2 separate regions of the Gossypium arboreum genome follow, and region 1 is linked to region 2. The links are chromatin contacts, called in public Hi-C maps. All regions are on one chromosome and are shown on one strand. Each heading gives the region's core, a stretch centred on a gene start, on an enhancer-like site or on the middle of the called end of the contact. The rest is flanking DNA. Distances are from core to core; before and after follow the strand shown. Region 1 holds the start of LOC108483564 (phosphatidylinositol-3-phosphatase myotubularin-1). Region 2 holds the start of LOC108483336.

Region 1 (3,361 bases), core at 850-3,349, 340 kb after region 2:
TTTCAATTATATAAATTATTACAATATCTTATTTAATTATATAAAATATTATTCAATTACATAAATTATTACAAATTTACAACATTCATAATGTTTGGTGTAAATCTAACAACATTTATTTCTTTGTTTCAAATCTCATATTGTTTTATATAACATGAATTACATAAAAGATAATCTGATTATAAAAAATTTATAATTTTTTCGTAATGTTTGACTAACATTAGACTAAACAAAGCTCATATTAAGGAGAATTTTTTTAAAAATAAATCAGTTTTCAATATATTTTTTCTTTATTTTGTTGAAGTGTCAATTCTAATTAAAGGTGAATGTGCGATTAAGAATACACAATTATTCAAATGAACGAATTTTAATTTTATTTAATATAAAATAAAAATTGCATTTAAGTTAGTCTAAAAAACATAAAATATTATATAAAGTATTTTATATCATGTATACTTCTACTGTTTATAAATACAAATTTTAGAGAAGTATTGTAAATATTTTTATTGATATTTTTGACATGATACTTAGAATTATCTATAGTTCCTCCTCAACTCATAAATAGAAGAATAATGCGTTTTAGTACACTCAAACTCACGTTCTCCTATATTTACAACAATACTAATACCAATCAAATTAAGATTCCATCAACTAATACATTTTATCTTTAAAAATCAAATGAGTTTAATCAACTCTATAACTTAAAAATATAAAATAAATTTAAATTATGTGATACTCACTAGCAGATAAATAAAATATTATATAAGAAATATATAATATTAACATTAGCATGCAACCTGCTCATCTATTTTAAATTTAACATCAAAATCAAATAAACCACCCATTTAAGATTTCTTTTAAGGCTGTGGTTTAAACTATTTTATTTTAAAAATTATAAATCATCAAATATAAATAATTTAATACATTTATTTTTTAAATGAATTTTTACTCCTTTCTCAATTAAATGTAATGGTGTCTCAGTGTTAACTCAATTAAAAATTTTATATTAATTTATATTATTAGTCTTTGTATTACAAGTAAGTTATAGATTTAGATTATATACTTCAATTCTTGTCGTATTATTAACATCATGCTATGTTAGCTTTTTGTTTTCACATATTAAGAGATTTAATAGTTGTCACTTGTCATTTACATAAATACTAAATTTTAAAATTTGAAAAGTATAGAAATTAAAAAGACTAAATTTTGTTATTAGTCACTATATTATGCGTAAATTGTGAATTTAGTCTATGTACTTTACTTTGTTTATTTTTCATTCTTATACTTTAAAAAATTAAAATTTTAGTTCTAACTAAATAGTAGTTATTAAATTAATCAAGTTATGCTATTTCCAAATTTTGATACTGCAGATATATTGCCACTTGTGTAATACCATATTAATTTACTATTTTCACATATTATTTACTCAAAAACTAGTTAATAGATTCAACAACTACTATTTTGCAATAAGATTATAATTTCAAATTTTGAAAAATAGAATTAAGAGTAATCTAGTTAGAAAGCATTGACTAAATCTATAACTTTACACATAATATGAGACAAATAGCATAATTAATCAAACAAATTTAACTATAATCCTTTAATAAAACTAAAATTCCAAAATTTAAAAAGTGCAAAATTAAAATTAACTAATTTGAATAATACAAATAATAAAACTGATCAAAACTTTACTAATTGTAAATGAATTAATATCATCCAAACTTTATAAATAAATAGTTTAGTCAATCGTTTGTTCCTTTAAGATTTAATGTTAGTTTAAATGAGCAGGGCAGTACACTACAATATATTTAATTTATTTTTATCTCATACTACAAGATTCTAATCTCATCATCACGATTAACTTACAAATCCAAACTCATAATTAGAAAAGTAAAATAATAAATTTATAAATTATGCATGTTAACATTTATAGGTATGAATCATGTAATTAATTTTAGAAAAAGAAAACTATTTAATTAAGAAAACCAATATATAGGTTGATATGAATGTCATAATTTTCAAAATTCGGTTAAACTGATAAATCAAACAGATTAGATTAAAATTTTATTTGAATTAAAGGTTGAATTATTTTTAATATTTTATTTTAATAAATTATTGAATTGAATGGAATGATCGGTTCTGTCACCCGCAAAAACAAGGTTAGATGTAAAATTGAGTCCTACATAAATGGTTTGTTGGATCGAAATTGAATGATGAAATCATCAAACTAACCCATCACGCATTTGTTGTTTATGTGGCGATGCCGAAAAGCCGAAAACTTAACCCTCCCTTTGCCGCACGTCTCTTTCCTCTACTTTCTCTCCCCAATATCATTCCTTTCAATCACTTCTTTACTTTTTAATTTTCATTTTTCCCCCTTAAAAAAAGCGCTGAAAATTGAACTCAATAATCACCGGCTATGGCTGCATCGAGGCCGTCCCGATCGGTCTCCGCCAGAGACATTTCTATCGGTTGCGAAAGGTTGGACGGTGCTGGTAGTTGGGACACCCTTGAATGGACCAAAATTGAGGTTTTCTTTTTCTTTTTGGAAAATTCATGTTTCCAATTGTAGGGTTTTCTTTTTAAGGGTTGATTAGTTGATCGATTTTAATGAAACATTAATGAATTTCAATTGCAGCCAGTTACGAGGTCGGTTTCACATGCCAATTTCGAGTTTTTGCTTGAAGCTGAGCGAGTTCTAGATGAGGTAATTAAGGATCATTTGTTTTGTTTTAAATTCCTTGAATTAAGTGGGCGCGCAATTTGAATTATTGGTGCAGGCATTTTGTAACAAATAATTTAGATCACAAATTATTATTTCAACTGAAACGAGAAATTCAGTGATTTTTAATTTATTTTTTTTAAAATAAATAATTTTATTGTTATAAAAAGGATAGCGTAAGTAATGCCATTTTTATAGCATAAGTAATGCCATTTTTAATTTACTTCTTTTTTCCAGGGCCATGGTGTTGTTCTTGTTAATACCGATGAGGCTGGAACCTTGTTTGTTACCAACTTTCGTCTTCTCTTTCTCGTGAGTCATTTACCTTATGAAATTTAGTATTTGGTAAATTGTTGCCATCTAGCATTTTGGCAACATATGACAGCATCATGTTAGCATATTGGGTGAGTGAAAGGATACTGGGTTGCAGAATGGATATATATTTGTATATTTTGAACTTGAAATAGATTACATTTACATGTAAGATTATAGAAAATTAGCTCTAATTCTAAGCACCTAACAACTTACACAGTTACTTGATATCTAATAATGTAGTTCAATCTCTGGTTTTTTTTTTTAAGTAAATAGGTTGAATGCTCCAATTTAATCCATGTCTAATTATCATGCTTTAACTTTTGT
Region 2 (3,571 bases), core at 395-2,894:
ATATAAGTGATAGCTAATCCAAGTTTTAGATAAGACTCGAGTTAGTTATCTGTGACTTGAATAGGTGCCACCGAATAATTGAGTGCGAGGCGAAGCACGAGAAGATAATAGGAGAGTTTGCTGATCTAGCTTGCGGATCCAGCTCAAACAAATTGAGTGAGGATTGCGGCCCTAGTCCGCATATACCTAAGGTGCTCACAGAAGGGAGATCACGTGTTCTGCAAGTGACCTAGAGTAAAACATGCGTCTAGTGGGCCTAAAGCCTGCTTAGAATGTCAGTCCAAGGAATAGAGAGGATCACGTACATTGCAAGCGACTCAAAACGAAACACGTGTCCAACAGGCCTAGAGCCTGCACAGAATGTTAATCTTAGGAATGATGGAGTTGAGACAAAACAATGGGGTCAGGTTGCAAGTTGTGATAGTATAAATACCTGGATGCTTCAATTGATGAGATACGAGACAATATTACTCAATAGGGTATATACTATTAATTTAGTTAGATAGAAGAAGAAAAATATGATTAATATTTTCCTCAAATAAATATATAATATTTGTAAAAGTATATTGATTGACCCGAATCAAGAAAAAACAATTAAATACTATTTTTAATTATAAAATCTTAAAAGCATTACAGTACAAAAGGAAAAAAATCAAAATTTGAGAAAAATCTGAAATAACATGATCATGATTAAGAAAATTTTACACAGTAAATGAAAATTTATTTGAGAATTATGACACCATAAAGAAGTTTTATTAGATAAAAGAAAAATGAAGTAATTAACAAGAAATATTATTTTAATTATTTCCTATCAATTTTCTTTTTGTTTTAATGTAGGAGTTGAAATAAATAAAAAAATGTTCCAATGAAAAGCACATTCTCATCATATCTAAATTATTCACAAAACACTTATCTCTGTCAACCTTATCATGAAATTTTGTAATAAATAAATTAAATCAAAACCTTATCATCAAACCTTTTAATAATTTAATTAAATCAAAAGTCAAATGAGTACTATTTTTATTAAAATTAATAATTAAAGGTATATTTAATTTTATGGTATATAATTAGGAGATTAAAATCAAACATTTTAATAAAAATTGAAAAACTATTCATTGCACTAAATAGGTTTTCAATTTTTAATTAATCATATATCATTATTCAACCTGGAAAAATTTTAAGGGTATAATAAAAAATATAAAAGACTTTAAATTTTAATTTTAATTTATAATTGTTATTTTTATTATTTATTTTAGTTTTTTAGGTAAAGACTAAAGAGAAAACAGAAACTTACATACCAGATCAAATAATATTATTTTAAAGTTTTAATTCTTCTATATAAAAATTCATGAAAAAAGTAATGCATTAAATGCAAATATTCTAAACAAATAATAAATTTTAAAAATAAAAACAGAAAGTAGTAAAAGTAATAACTAAACAAAAGCTACAAAAAAAGTCAAATTTGGCAAGTTATAAAGCTTTTCTGTAAAGTACTTTTAACTCTAACGAAATTTCCACTATATAATGGAGTAAAAGTGAGAAAACGTGTAAATCGTGGGGACTTTTTAATAAATATAAAACAGTAAAAGGACTATTAAGAAACGAACAATTATAAGCTTTTAATGTTCACTCGGGTTTGTTCCCTTTTTTTTTTTTTTAAAATATAAAATAAATAATAATTAAAAAAACAATTGAAAGTAAAGCATACATTGCCCATAGCCTTCACTGCACCTTCCTCGCTACAGCGTCTCCATCTTTTCTTAAATTTCTCTTCATTTCCCATTTTTTGCCCTTTTTTTTTCCCTTTTATTTCCCCCCTTTTCGCAGCTTCTGAAACTGAGTGTTGTTTTTTCCACTTCATGTGATCGGTAAGTGCTTTTTTCAACATTTTTACTTAATTTTTTTTGGCTTTTTTTGTTGGATTTTCTTTCTGAGTTTGGGGTTTTATTCTGTTTGGAAATCAGGGTTTCCTGTGTTTTGGGTGGTTGAAATCTGTGGGTATGTTCTTTGTTTAGCATGGTTGATTTTGAATTTCATTTTAGCTTTTATAAGACCCTTTGTGTGGTATTATGTTGATGGTAATTTCATAGTTCAATTGAGTTATTAATTTATCAAAACAAATTCAATTTTGATTTGAAAAGTGTTACTTTTTAGGTTAATCACAAGCGATTGAACCATTAAAAGATAATTTGTGATTTATCAATTTCTAGGTTGGTGATTTAGTTTGATTAGTTTTTAATTTAATTGCTTGATCTTAAATTGGTTTTGGAATTTAAATTGAAAGAATCTGTGAAACAAAATGCTGAATTTCTTGGCTTGTTTTTTAAAAGATTTTGTTATTGAATTGTTTTTTTTGTAGATCCATTTTTGGGACTAAAAGATGGTAACAGAATCTTGGTTTCGTAATCTTTGGAAAATTCCGCGGAGGCAAGATGGAATCTCTGAGAAGGTTGAGATCGGAGTGTTAGCATTCGAAGTTGCGAGCTTGATGTCTAAGCTTGTGCATTTATGGCAGTGTTTGAGTGATAAGCAGGTTTTTAGGTTGAGAGAGGAAATCACGAATTCTGTCGGGATTAAAAAGTTAGTGTCCGAAGATGAAGAATACATTGGGCGCCTGATATGTGCAGAAATGGTCGAAAATGTTACCCACGTGGCGAAGTCTGTGGCTAGGCTTGTGAAGAAATGCAGTGATCCAGGGTTGAAGAGTTTTGAACTTGCCTTCACTGAGTTGATCCAGAATGGTGTCGACCCTTACGGCTGGATATTTTCGTTGAAGAAGATGGAAAGGAAAGTGAAGAAGATGGAACGTTTCATTTCAGTGAATGCAACTTTGTATCAAGAGATGGAATTGCTTGCAGATCTCGAGCAAACACTAAAAAGGATGAAAAGTGGTGATTCAGTGCAGGAGAGTTGGCTTGAATTTCATAAGAAGGTTATGTTGAAGCAGCATGAAGTGAAGAGCCTACGGGCAAGCTCTCTTTGGAATAAGACTTATGATTATACGATTCGTCTTTTAGCAAGATCGATATTCATGATATTCAGTAGGATCAAACATGTCTTCGGATTTGAACACAAGGTAGATGTTGGGGATTCGAAGGTGATGGATTCTGATTTTATGCATCGCAGCCAATCAGTTTCTGCCTTAATGCATGCTTCCGTTCATCCAACTGAGAACACTAGCCTTCCTAGGTTTTCTTCAGGTCCGTTGGGAATATTTAGCACTAAATCAGGCCCAATTCCAGCACCAGATAAAACAAATTATTTCCATTCAGGGCCACTTGTTGGCTCAACCCCAAAATCAGGCTCTATTTCCGGGAAGAACAGAAATTTCAACTTCCATTCGGGGCCGCTGGGGAGAACTGCAGGACGATCGGGACCACTTTTTGGAATGGATAAAATCAGCAAGATTTGGCAGACTAACAACCATTCAGCTGCTGTTAGTGGAAAGAAACCTCATTTGAGAAGCAATAGACTTACTCAAGTGGGACCTTTTAAAGGATGTATGGTAGATAGTGGTGCTGTTAGAAATTGTTACATAAGTTCCAATGGCATTCATTCAGGAATTCCCAAT

The links. Hi-C and Micro-C count contacts between places; a contact is called where the count stands out from the background.
Region 1: a contact with region 2 is called in a Hi-C map of leaf, with 4 times the contacts expected there. The contact joins the promoter of LOC108483564 here to the promoter of LOC108483336 in region 2. A contact is called at or near these places in 2 of 5 Hi-C or Micro-C datasets (both in leaf).

What each region holds. Positions count from the first base shown.
Region 1 is chr1:94,815,749-94,819,109 of ASM2569848v2, forward strand. It overlaps LOC108483564 (phosphatidylinositol-3-phosphatase myotubularin-1), which reads left to right and starts at 2,100. Exons shown (of 20, transcript XM_017787027.2): 1 at 2,100-2,530; 2 at 2,639-2,707; 3 at 2,960-3,034. The coding sequence starts at 2,420.
Region 2 is chr1:94,478,943-94,482,513 of ASM2569848v2, forward strand. LOC108483336 reads left to right here and starts at 1,645. Exons shown (of 3, transcript XM_053029420.1): 1 at 1,645-1,868; 2 at 1,965-1,998; 3 at 2,360-3,571. The coding sequence starts at 2,381.